3 separate regions of the Mus musculus genome follow, and all the other regions are linked to region 1. The links are chromatin contacts, called in public Hi-C maps. All regions are on one chromosome and are shown on one strand. Each heading gives the region's core, a stretch centred on a gene start, on an enhancer-like site or on the middle of the called end of the contact. The rest is flanking DNA. Distances are from core to core; before and after follow the strand shown.

The links. Hi-C and Micro-C count contacts between places; a contact is called where the count stands out from the background.
Region 2: a contact with region 1 is called in a Hi-C map of pancreatic cancer cells, with 2.4 times the contacts expected there. The contact joins the enhancer-like site here to the promoter of Oma1 in region 1. A contact is called at or near these places in 5 of 39 promoter capture datasets (the 3T3-L1 cell line, 3T3-L1-derived adipocytes, the C10 cell line and 1 more), 4 of 484 Hi-C or Micro-C datasets (B cells, Th2 cells, nephron progenitors and 1 more), 2 of 115 datasets of contacts at active chromatin or transcription factors (bone marrow-derived macrophages and regulatory T cells) and 3 of 9 other capture datasets (adipose tissue, liver and pancreatic islet).
Region 3: a Hi-C map of liver shows a contact between it and region 1, with 4 times the contacts expected there. The contact joins the enhancer-like site here to the promoter of Oma1 in region 1. A contact is called at or near these places in 1 of 39 promoter capture datasets (epiblast stem cells), 2 of 484 Hi-C or Micro-C datasets (liver and nephron progenitors), 2 of 115 datasets of contacts at active chromatin or transcription factors (double positive thymocytes and intestinal villus epithelium) and 2 of 9 other capture datasets (adipose tissue and liver).

Annotation. Positions count from the first base shown.
Region 1 is chr4:103,311,944-103,315,502 of GRCm38.p6, forward strand. Oma1 (OMA1 zinc metallopeptidase) reads left to right here and starts at 1,903. Exons shown (of 9, transcript NM_025909.3): 1 at 1,903-1,940. It overlaps Gm36523 (a long non-coding RNA gene), which reads right to left and starts at 1,779. Exons shown (of 6, transcript XR_867961.2): 1 at 1,529-1,779; 2 at 1-215.
Region 2 is chr4:103,197,227-103,200,785 of GRCm38.p6, forward strand. All of the region lies in intron 8 of Slc35d1 (solute carrier family 35 (UDP-glucuronic acid/UDP-N-acetylgalactosamine dual transporter), member D1), which reads right to left. Among named protein-coding and RNA genes, the nearest start is that of Gm46864, 16 kb to the right of the region's middle. Within about 2 kb of position 2,040, at least 20 of the 459 cell types and tissues checked have an H3K27ac peak or open chromatin away from gene starts, as enhancers often do. A contact at or near this core is called in pancreatic cancer cells and regulatory T cells, where this site is marked.
Region 3 is chr4:103,247,902-103,251,460 of GRCm38.p6, forward strand. The region is part of intron 5 of 4921539E11Rik (RIKEN cDNA 4921539E11 gene); the gene reads right to left. Among named protein-coding and RNA genes, the nearest start is that of Slc35d1, 35 kb to the left of the region's middle. Within about 2 kb of position 1,695, at least 30 of the 459 cell types and tissues checked have an H3K27ac peak or open chromatin away from gene starts, as enhancers often do. A contact at or near this core is called in intestinal villus epithelium and liver, where this site is marked.

The sequences.
Region 1 (3,559 bases), core at 653-3,152:
TATAAAAAACCAAAACCACCAACAAAAATACAGAGCTGAAGTCCTTTAAGAAAGATAAGCATATGAAAGTGACCAATGTCAGGGCTTGATAGATGGCTCAGTGGTTAAGAGCACAGCTGCTCTTCCAGAAGTCCCGAGTTCAATTCCAAGCAACCACATAGCAATTCATCGTTGATGCCTTCTTCCGGTGTGCAGACTTACACACGTACAAAACACTTATGTAAGGAAATAAATATTGAAAAAAAGGAAGTGACCAATGTCAGAGACTGGAACCTCATTTTCATCCATGACCAAGAACTACATGTAAGAAACAAAACATGTCTACATGTCTAACATATAAATGAGGGGGCTGGCAGGCACTATGTAAATGGCTCATAAAATGTCTCAGCCAGTTATCATTGATCTTCTCCTGCCCCAGTCTTCCACGAGCTGGGACTAGAAGGGTGTGTCACTATACCCAGAAAAATATCACTATCTTTAAATGAAGTTAAGTATTGGTAAGTTACCATTAATTATAGCATACTGAATACTCACCCCAACCCCCTTCCCTTCCTTTTGGCTTTCTCTATCTATCTAATTCTCTTCTTACTTTTGTTGTGTTGTTGTTGTTGTTTTTTGTTGTTTTTGTTTTTTTAGGTTTTAAGACAGAGTCTTACTCTGTAGACCATGCTGACCTGGGATTGACCATGGAATCTGCCAACCTGGTTTTGAATTCAAAGTCATCTTCTGGTTTCAGCCTCTTAAATGGTAGAACTGAAGAGATAAACCACCATGCCCTCGTTTGAGTTTTAAAATGTTTAAGTTCTCTAGGGTTCTGTCTCCCAACTTCTATTTTCTCTTAACCCATCTACCCCTTTCCTCAATGGTACCCAAGGTCTGACTCATCTCTTCCTTACTGGTGACTCTGCTAGTTATGTTCCCAGCTCCCATTGGGTTGTAGAACCATGTTCACTCTATGACTGCTTATAAATATTTCCACAGCCCATCTAGCGGATGTGATGGATTGAATACGCCTAAACCTTCAGTGTAGTCATGCTCTCTGTCCACCTTTGTCAATCCCTGCTTCATGATGTCTTCCTTGCAGTAACCATATGATATTGATCACCACCATGAAGTGTCTGTCACACATTAGATAAATATTTGTTGAATACATAAATAGTTGAATACATAAATAGTATTTTTATCTTTAATGTGTGTCTTAGGTAGCCTATTAGAAAACCAGAATAATTCATATAATCACAAAGCATCTTTTTTTTTTTTGGCTCTGGTGGGTAGCTGCAGCTCCCACAGAATCATGCCTGCCAGTATTCACACTCCTTTGTAAAACATTCCCACAATGAAATCTGGTCTTAGGACACTCCAGGAGCTGTTGTCATGAATACTGCTGACCACTTATAAGTCTGGTGTCCTAGAGCGATCATGGTGAAACAGTCTTTCATATTTAGTCTTATTTTTATGCACCTTTATCTAGGACTGAGGGATGATTGTTAGTAAGTAATCGGGATGCTGGAGTTAATGTTATACCTACGATCAGAATGATCAGTGCAGCTTCAAGTCAAGGCATCATAGTTCTCCAGCAGCCCCTGGAATCGCTTTCCTTTTGGCAGAACTGGTGTAGAAACTACAGCAGGCACGGTTTTGCATGGATCCAACACAGCCATGCCAAGTACCAAGGAGGTGTAGAGTTCCTGGCAGGTAGCTTAAATCTGGGCTATCCTCCTCCCACCACACGGGGGCGAGACGGCGCCACAGTCCGTACAGCCGCAGCCGGCCAGGACTGGGACTGGGGAAACGGACTTGGCTCTCACAAGGGCGGAGCAAAAAGCGCCGGAGAGGTCCCCAGGGCAGGAAGTGAGGGGGCGGGGCTTGGGAAAGGTGTGCGCCTGCGCGGAGCCGGCTGTTGGATTCCGCTCGGGCTGTGGCTTCAGTGCGCGCTCACGGTGACGGCTCGGCGTTCTTCCAGAGCGGGGCGGGGAGGGCGGAGAGGGGAGCGGGGCCCGGGGGATTCGGGGACCGCGGTGGGCCTAGGCCGTGCCGGACGAGGCGAACGGCTCGGTGGGTGGAGCTTTCTGGAAGTTTGCCTCCCGCCTCGGGTGGTGGCTTCCTCCTAAGCGGCGCTTCCTCCAGGCGTTGCCGGTCTGGCCTGTGCGGGTCTCCCCTCCGCCTCGCCGCTCGTCCTTGTGCAGAGCGACACATGCTCTCCTGCCCCAGCTCGCAGCATTAGCGCAGTCGGAGCAGTTCCAGGGAGCTCATTGGTTTCCTCAAAAACTTGTATTCAAGGATCACTTGTTATAATACTTAGCACTCGCGGTGTGACGGGGAGCAACTGTGCTGGGGCAAACCTCCGCCAGAAATGTTAGTCCCAGCAGATGAAAACCCCACATTTGGAATTTAGGAGTTCATCGCCTCCTAGCGTCTCTCAAGGTCTTGGAGCCCTCTTAAAAGGATTTAACTTCATAGGCATCATCCCGAGCCAAGATGCAGGGGTGCGGTGTGACATTTGGAAGCTTAAGAGCCAACCCTGATAACTTACTTTTTTTTTTTTTTTTTTTTTTTAAGAAGCTGTCCATCATGTGTACTTAGCTGGAATGATTATTTTAAAGTGCATGTCCTATTTTTGCCAATCTGACAGCTGTTTCCATAGAAACTAGAGAAGAAATTGTAGTTTTCAGTAAGAGTTGTTAAAACTGTCTCCTAGCCATCAGCAGTGAGTGCGAGTGAGTGCGCACTACTTGCTCATTCTGAGATGGCACTTGAAGAACTAAGGGTTTGAAATGTTCTTAGAGGCTAGCAATCCAAATTGTGTAATTTTCTCACATCATTAATTTCCTAATCCTACAAGTCTGCCAGCTATGTTTGTTGGCCTGCCACAGTTCTTTGAAGAGCACACGTCAGTCCCAGTTCTTCTTAGGTGCTGTGTAGTGTAGTGACTGGCTCTTTGAAAATGTATAAACAGATTTCTTTCCCCATTAAAAACATTTTTTTTTTGAAGGATTAATCAGTGATTACGGATTAACAACTACGGTTTCTATTCTGGATGGCACTTGATTGCCAGTGTTAGAAATGCTAATGATTTTAATTATGTACCTAGTGTTTGGAGCTTTTGTTTTTACCTTCTATGGGTAGACTACGTTAAATATGTTTGCACCTGCTCTGAAATGAGCACTTTTCTCATGAGCAGATAGATCCCAGCAGTTCGAATAGGGTGCATGACATTTGGAAGAGAGTTTATTTTCTGAGGGGGGATATCTATACACTAGATGTTCTGTCATTTAGCAGTGGATGAAGGAGGCTTGGAGAAGGTGCCTTTGGAACTGGGAAGCTGGAAGCAACATTAGGAAGTTTATTGAAAAGCTCACAGATAACCAGTGGAAATTACAGAAGAGCTTGCTTGGCTTAGGATTCACAAAGTAACATACCCTGTAAACACTTAAATTGCCCAGAAAGAGGAAATACTGGATTCCTCATAAACACCGTTCTGCCCCCTGAATTTCACGTAGGCTTTTTATAAGACTTATATCTGTATCTATTCGTGTGTTTGTCTTTACTAGCTTTACTG
Region 2 (3,559 bases), core at 790-3,289, 110 kb before region 1:
AAAGCCCATTCCCGCTCGCTGCCTTTCCTTAGGACCAGCAGAGACTGGAACACACTTTAAACATGTCCGGGATGCACAGACGGAGATGTTGCTCTCGAGCTCCTCCACTGTGATCTCTCAGCAGTCAGCTTGTGTACAAACTTTTATTCTTCCTAAAAATAGGAAGTACAGATGGCACAGTGATTACGAACTTCGTCATTCAGGGGAAAAAGTGTTCTAAACAAAACAAAGCTTCTACCTCTTGAGAAAACTGGTAAAGAGCGTTATGAAGAGGGTGGCCTGCCTGGTCATGCCATGCGTGGTACAGAACTGACTAGGAGCTGTGCACACACGTCTGTAGGCTTCAGTCCGCTCAGTGGCAGCTGGTATTACAGATTACACAAGATGCTTCCTTAAGTGTCATTCTGCTTTGAAGGAAGTTTCCAGTTCTACAAGCGCTGCTGGCCCAGTGCACGACCACAGGCCATTCAGACTTCCAATGCCAGGACTATCACACACTCAAAAAGCAAAGTGCAAACAAAGTAACCACTTCTGGAAACCAGGCACATGTGGTTTGGATGAGAAATTTTTGTTTTGTTTTTTTGAATAAGGTTTTTTGGTTAAATAAAAATATTTGAAAAAAAACCTTTGTTCTTTAGTTGCCTGAGTTATTTAAACTGGCCGAAAAGGGAGTGTCTATGAAGATGGCACTCATGAGCCCTCTGCAATGTGATCCCCTGCACAAAGGCACGCCAGCAAGAGTAGTCGCTATTCCAGCAGATAACACTACCTGAGAGAGACAGAGAGACAGAGACACAGAGACAGACAGCGACAGAGAGACAGAGTCACAGAAACAGACAGAGAGGGGAAGGAGAGAACATGATGGTGGAAGAGAGCATGTTAGGAATTTTCATAGGGAGTGAGGGAGAGTGGGCAATAGATATGATCAACATACATTATATACATTTTGAAACAGTCACTGAATAAGTGAAATATATAAATACACACTATATATTTAAGGAAGAAGAACAAGAATAATATCGTGTCACTTTGAAAACTATGGAGGAGAAAGCTTGAGTCCTTACCCAGCAGTAAACTGCCAGGAAACTTGCCAAGGCAGAAGGGTACTAGCAGGACAAATGATCTCCACAGTTCTCTCCCTATGAGGAAAGTTAGGCCAAGGGCAGTGGCCATAGACTACCCGTCGTATTCCACTCCATACTGTATAACCAGCTGCCCCCTTTCTCCCTCTGCACCCTGCTCCTGCCTCAGACAGGAAACTAGCTCCCAGACAGTTTCACTACTTTCCTCTCTGCTCTCAGGGCTCTAACCCTGTATGTGATACAAATCACACCCCACCTTACCTACTGAGTCACTGCTCCTATTTTAAAAGGAACACCCTCAAAGACAAAGACAGTTAAAGAATACGCAAACTGAGAAAGACCCATCCATATGTAGGTAAAGAATTCCTGATCCAACACACTTGTTTTACCAGAACACCAAAGCCTAAAAATAAGAGATGTATGTATGTATGTATGTATGTATGTATGTATGTATGTATGTGGAAGAAATACTATAGGATCTCAAAAAAATCAACCTGTGTGGTTCACAGAGTGATCCTAGGAAAAACAAAACAAAACAAAAACCTCAGTAAGTTGGACTAGAGAGATGGCTCAGGGGTTAAGAGCACTGACTGCTCTTCCAGAGGTCCTGAGTTCAATTCCCAGCAACCACATGGTGGCTCACAACCAGCTGCAACAGGGATCCAATGCCCTCTTCTGATGTGTCTCATAGTGTACTCACATATATAAAATAAACAAATCTTAAAAAACGATCAGTAAGTCTTAACAGACTAAGTAAGGAGACTAGAAGGCTTTAATCCTAAGCCATGAAAGTAATGCTTAGTAATTACTTAGACCTGGACAGCAACTTTCCCTTGAACTGAGGCAGGCCACTCAGTGCAACCTAGAGAAGCCATCAGTCAATGCACTGGGCGACCTACTGCAATGGCCTAGTGAGAGCCACAGCAGGGGCTTTCCTGCATAGGTAACAAAGAACACCCCGCAGTGCCGCCAGGAAGCTAGCAAGCCTTGCCACTCTCCGTGCTGGCTTTGTGCTGCAGCACTCCCTATTGGGGGCAGCAGTTCACAGCATGAACACACCTATCCTGACATTTTGGAAAGACACTAGTCAAATGATACCCACTCTGTTTTTACCCATGTTATTAAGTTTTTTTTTTTATTATTATTAACAGGAAGACAATTTCTGAACACTGCACAGACTTTTGGTGTTTTGAGACAGGGTCTCATATAGTACAGGCTCATCTCAAATTCACTGTGTAGCCAAGGATGAGCTGGGCCTCCTGGGCCTCCTGCTCCCACAATGGGGGCCTCTGAGGGCGTTTGTTGGTTGGTTGGTTGCTTGGTTTTGGAACAGTCTCACACTGCTAGCCAGGCTGCCCCCAAAGTCAGGCCCATCCTCTTGCCTCAGCCTCACAACTTCTGAGATTATAGATGCAAACCAAGCCTGGCTATGTTTTGGTTTTGGTTTTGAACTTTTTATTGATTCCTTGTGATTTTTCACATCATGCACTCCAATCCCACTCATCTTTCCCTCCCTCCATCCTTGCAACCTCCCTCCCAAAAGAAAATTAAAAATTAAAAAAGAAAACATCTTGCCATGGAAGCTGTGGCATGTGGCAGTATGGTGTGTCATAGTGTGTCATAGCGTGTCATGGCCTGTCCCACAATATATATACTCTTTGCCCAAATAGCTTTACTTGCAAATGTTCACTGTAATGAGTCACTGGTCTGGTTCAAGGCCCAGGCTTCCAGTGCATCATCAATACTGGATAATTACAGGGCTCCTCTCAGATATCCTATTATTGCCCTGTGTAATGGAGATCCTTTGGCTTTGGACCTGCAGGAGTGGCTCCTTCATAAGCTCCAGCAGTTCACAGATGGGGTAGATGCTGGGGTGGGCCAACTCAAAGCCCTGGATCTGTGCCTGGATGGTAGCTGAGTTGGTCAGCCTGCCAGCTCTCCTGAGCAGGAGCCACCAGGGCTAGCTCTACCATCCTCCTGAGTGCTGTAGTAGCAAGGGGTGGGGCCAGCTCTACCATACCACTCCAGCCAGGGGTGGACTAGTTCTCAGTTCTCTACACACATGCCACCAGGGCCAACTCTACCATGATGCTCAGATTTCCCAAGCACTGCAGCCATCGAGGGGTGGAGCCAGCTCACCCACACCCTGACACTAGGTCCAGTTCTACTCTGCTTCTCAGGTATATTTCTCTTCTGGCTGTATTTTTTAAAGAGTATTTTTGTAAGATGCATCTTTTCTAAAACTAAGTGCTAAAGTATATTGGTCCTTACCTCTCTAGTAATCCCAAGATTTTGTAAATAAGAAAGAAAGAGGGAGGAAGGGGAAAAAGGAGGGACAGAATCACACAGAAACGAGTCTCAGTTCTCAGACTGCTCTGGCCAACACTTACGCCATGTGCCCCCTGGGATGAGTTTCCAGATAGACTCTGTGCTGTCATTTACAGAGCATTCTGGGTGTCTGAGCCTCTAATTCTTAA
Region 3 (3,559 bases), core at 445-2,944, 64 kb before region 1:
CATACGTGCAATCCCAGGCTTTGGGGGTTGAGTGTTAGCACCTTGAGCCTAGTTTGGGCTACAAGAGAGCACCTGTCTTTTTTTTTTTTTAATTAGAATTATGGTGCAACTCTATACAGGCTTGCCTAACAAGAGCCAGGCCTGGGTTCCCTGCCCAGCACAAAAGGAAAGATTAAGCTCTATTGTTCTAGACCACAGTGAGGTGACTATAGTTACACATTTCAAAATAACTAGCAGAGAGCATTTGGAATGTTTCTCAACACAGAGAAGTAAATGTTTGAGGTGATGGATATACTAATTATCCTGATTTGATAATTATGCATTGTATGTGTGCATTAAAATATACATGTGTAACTGAATGTAGTTATTATGCACCAGTTAAGTCTATTTCAAAGAACCAGGCCCAAATAGATTGATGGATGAGTTCTTTCAAACTTTCATGTAGGAAACAGACAAACCAACTAACCAACCAACCACAAAAGGAGCCTGTGTCAATTAACTTAAACAAACAAACAACAAAACCCTTTTCAGTTGTTTACATGATCAGGTGTAGTCTTAACATCAAAGCCTGAAAAGATGATGTAAAAACCTACACTCTAATCTCATAATGTTAGGATTTTTTTTATAAGACATGTAGAGTGCTAAATAACATGCTAATTAACAGTATACATTTTTTTTTTTTTTTCGAGACAGGGTTTCTCTGTATAGCCCTGGCTGTCCTGGAACTTCAAATGAAGTTATATGAATGCAAGGTCTCTAAGAGATAATGTTTTTTATAATTCATTTCCCGGTGAGCTAAAATGGCAGGAAAATGATGTAATGTTTTGGTTACTGTTTCAGTATTTGCTTGCTTGCATGCTTGAGAAAGGGTCTTCTTGTGTGACCCAGGCTGGCTTTGCTGTTGCAGTCCTCTTGCCTCTCCTGTGCTGGGATGACAGGCAGGTACCACCACGCCAGGTCCAACATACTATAAATAGTATACTCAATAGCAACAATACTATAAATGGGTCTGTGTTTAGATGAAACCACTATTACAAATAGAACCACCATAAATCTATACGATATAACTATTTTAACACAATTTTAAAGTTTATGACTGTAAAACTAACAACCAATAGCGTAGCTGAGACAATGAACCCAGTAGTCTATGAACTGCTGAGACTGACACCCAACTGGGTCTATGACTGCAGCTCCTTGAGAGACTAAGGTTGGAGGATCACAATTTTGAAGCTACCCTGGGGCAGCATTTTATTCATGTTATTAGCCTCAAAACAAAAAGTAAAAGAGGGTGTGTGTTTGGGAGGTGGGGTCTAGACCACTGGTAGAGCACTGCCTAGCATGTGCAAGTCCATACATTCAACCCCTAACCCATGCAAAGAAAGAAAACAAAGAAGAAGAAAGCGACATCCATCATTGCTTATGAATTTTTAGAAAGGATAGAATAATGAACTAGAAATAATGATGGAACCTGTACACTCAAGAAAACACACACTCACACACTCACAGAGAGAGACAGAGAGAGAGAGAGAAAGACACACACACAGAGAAACAGACACACACACACACACACACAGAGAGAGAGAGAGAGAGAGAGAGAGAGAGAGAGAGAGAGAGAAACAGAGACAGGCAGCACACAGGCACTTGTAAAAGAGAAAAGAAACTGAGCAAACACACCAAACCGAAAATGCCTTTGGCAATTCTGATTCACCATGAGTAAGCAGTCTCTTATCAGGAATGCCCTACCTCAGATAAGAAATAGCACACACACACACACACACACACACACACACACAGACACACACACACACACACACACACACACACACACACACACACAGACACACACACACACACACACACAAACACACACTTCCCTCTCTCTCTCCTCTCATTTAGCAGAGTGAAAGAAAATAGTGAGAAAGATAAACCACTGAATTCGGTCTCAGTGATTTGAAGAGAGTGAAGTTGGCGTTTATATGAGGTTTCACTGGACGGCAGGCTGCAGCTGGCCTTGAGCATACACCTGATAGTAAAGCCACTGGCCAGGAAAAAGCAGGACAGAGTTCAGGGCAACCAAAGCTGCTGGAAGGTGATGGGGGAAGGCTAGGAAGAGAAAGCCAACAGGACGGTTTCTGACCAAGTCTCTGGCTGACTCAGATCCATACCGTTTGGGGAAGACTATAGTCAGCCAGCTAAGATGGAAATAACTAAGCTAAAATACAAGCTGTTCTTTTAAGAGTATTTTGTCTTTTCAGTGCATCAAGGGGAACTGATAAGACAATGTTTTTTGAAGGTAGGGAACTGAATGTCCTAAATACAACAGTCATGACATTCAGCAAATCCAAGTTGATGTATAGAGAACCAGGAAAATGAAGTTTCAGTCAAAAAAAAGTTAAGTGAGGATAGCCCTAAGGGGATCCGGATAGTCAGAGATTTTAAATTTTTTCTTGTGTATAAAATAATGGGTTTCATTTTGACATTTTTATATGTGTATAACATGAATTTTGAACCATTCTACCATTACTCTCCATTGCTTTCCCTCTTCCACTTTCATTGATGCTTTCCCTCAACTCTTTAAAAAGTGAAAATTATAAGACTAAAAATAAGTAATACTTAGAATTTAAAAATATCTCTGGCTGAATTTAAAACAAAGAGATGTAAAAGCAAAAGTTTAGGAATTTACAGATAGAATACTGAAGTTATATATGTATATACACACACATGCACACACACACATACATATACACACATGTATGTGAATCAGAAATCTGTGGAACAATAACTATACACATGTCTGAGTAACAGAAGGAAAGGCCAGGGAGAATGAATTAGAATAATATTTGATGCGATGAGGCTGGTATGTTTGTTTATTTTGGCAAAACACATGAATAGTAAATTCTGGAAGCTTAGAGAAGTACATGAAGAATCAATATGAGAAGGACCATAAGTGGGCACAGAGTCAAACTGCTGAGACCCAGACATCATGGAAAGACTTTGAAAGCAGTGTGAGAAATAAGATACAGGACCAGCAACTCAAACCAGTGCTCAGAAGAGAACCCAGGAGCTGTGAGGCAAAGGATGCTGGCACATTGACATGGGAAAAGTGAAAATATCACTCAGATACATATTAGTAAGGCAGAGTTTTGTATCAAATAAAAATTTCCTTCAGAAATGTCTTTAAAAGAAAACTAAGGTTTTGGTGCCCGTGAACCTCTACAACAAAGTACTTAGAAATTAATTAAGCCAAAGGAAAATACGAGAAACTTAGCTTCAGTGATGACAGGAAAAAAAAAATCAGATCTGGTTAATATTCAGTTATTTTTATATATAAAAGAGAAACATATATGTTTCTTTGAAATATTCAGGAGTGTCAGAAGCAGAAAATTATGACTATGTATAATAGTACGAATGATAGGGTAATAAAAAGATTTGTACCACCACAATGTTCAAAGCTTTCTTTCATCATTTATTTTTCCAAGACAGGATTTCAATGTGTAGCCCTGGCTGTCTGGGAACTAGCTCTATAAAACAGGTTGGTCTCAAACTCACCAAGGTCTGC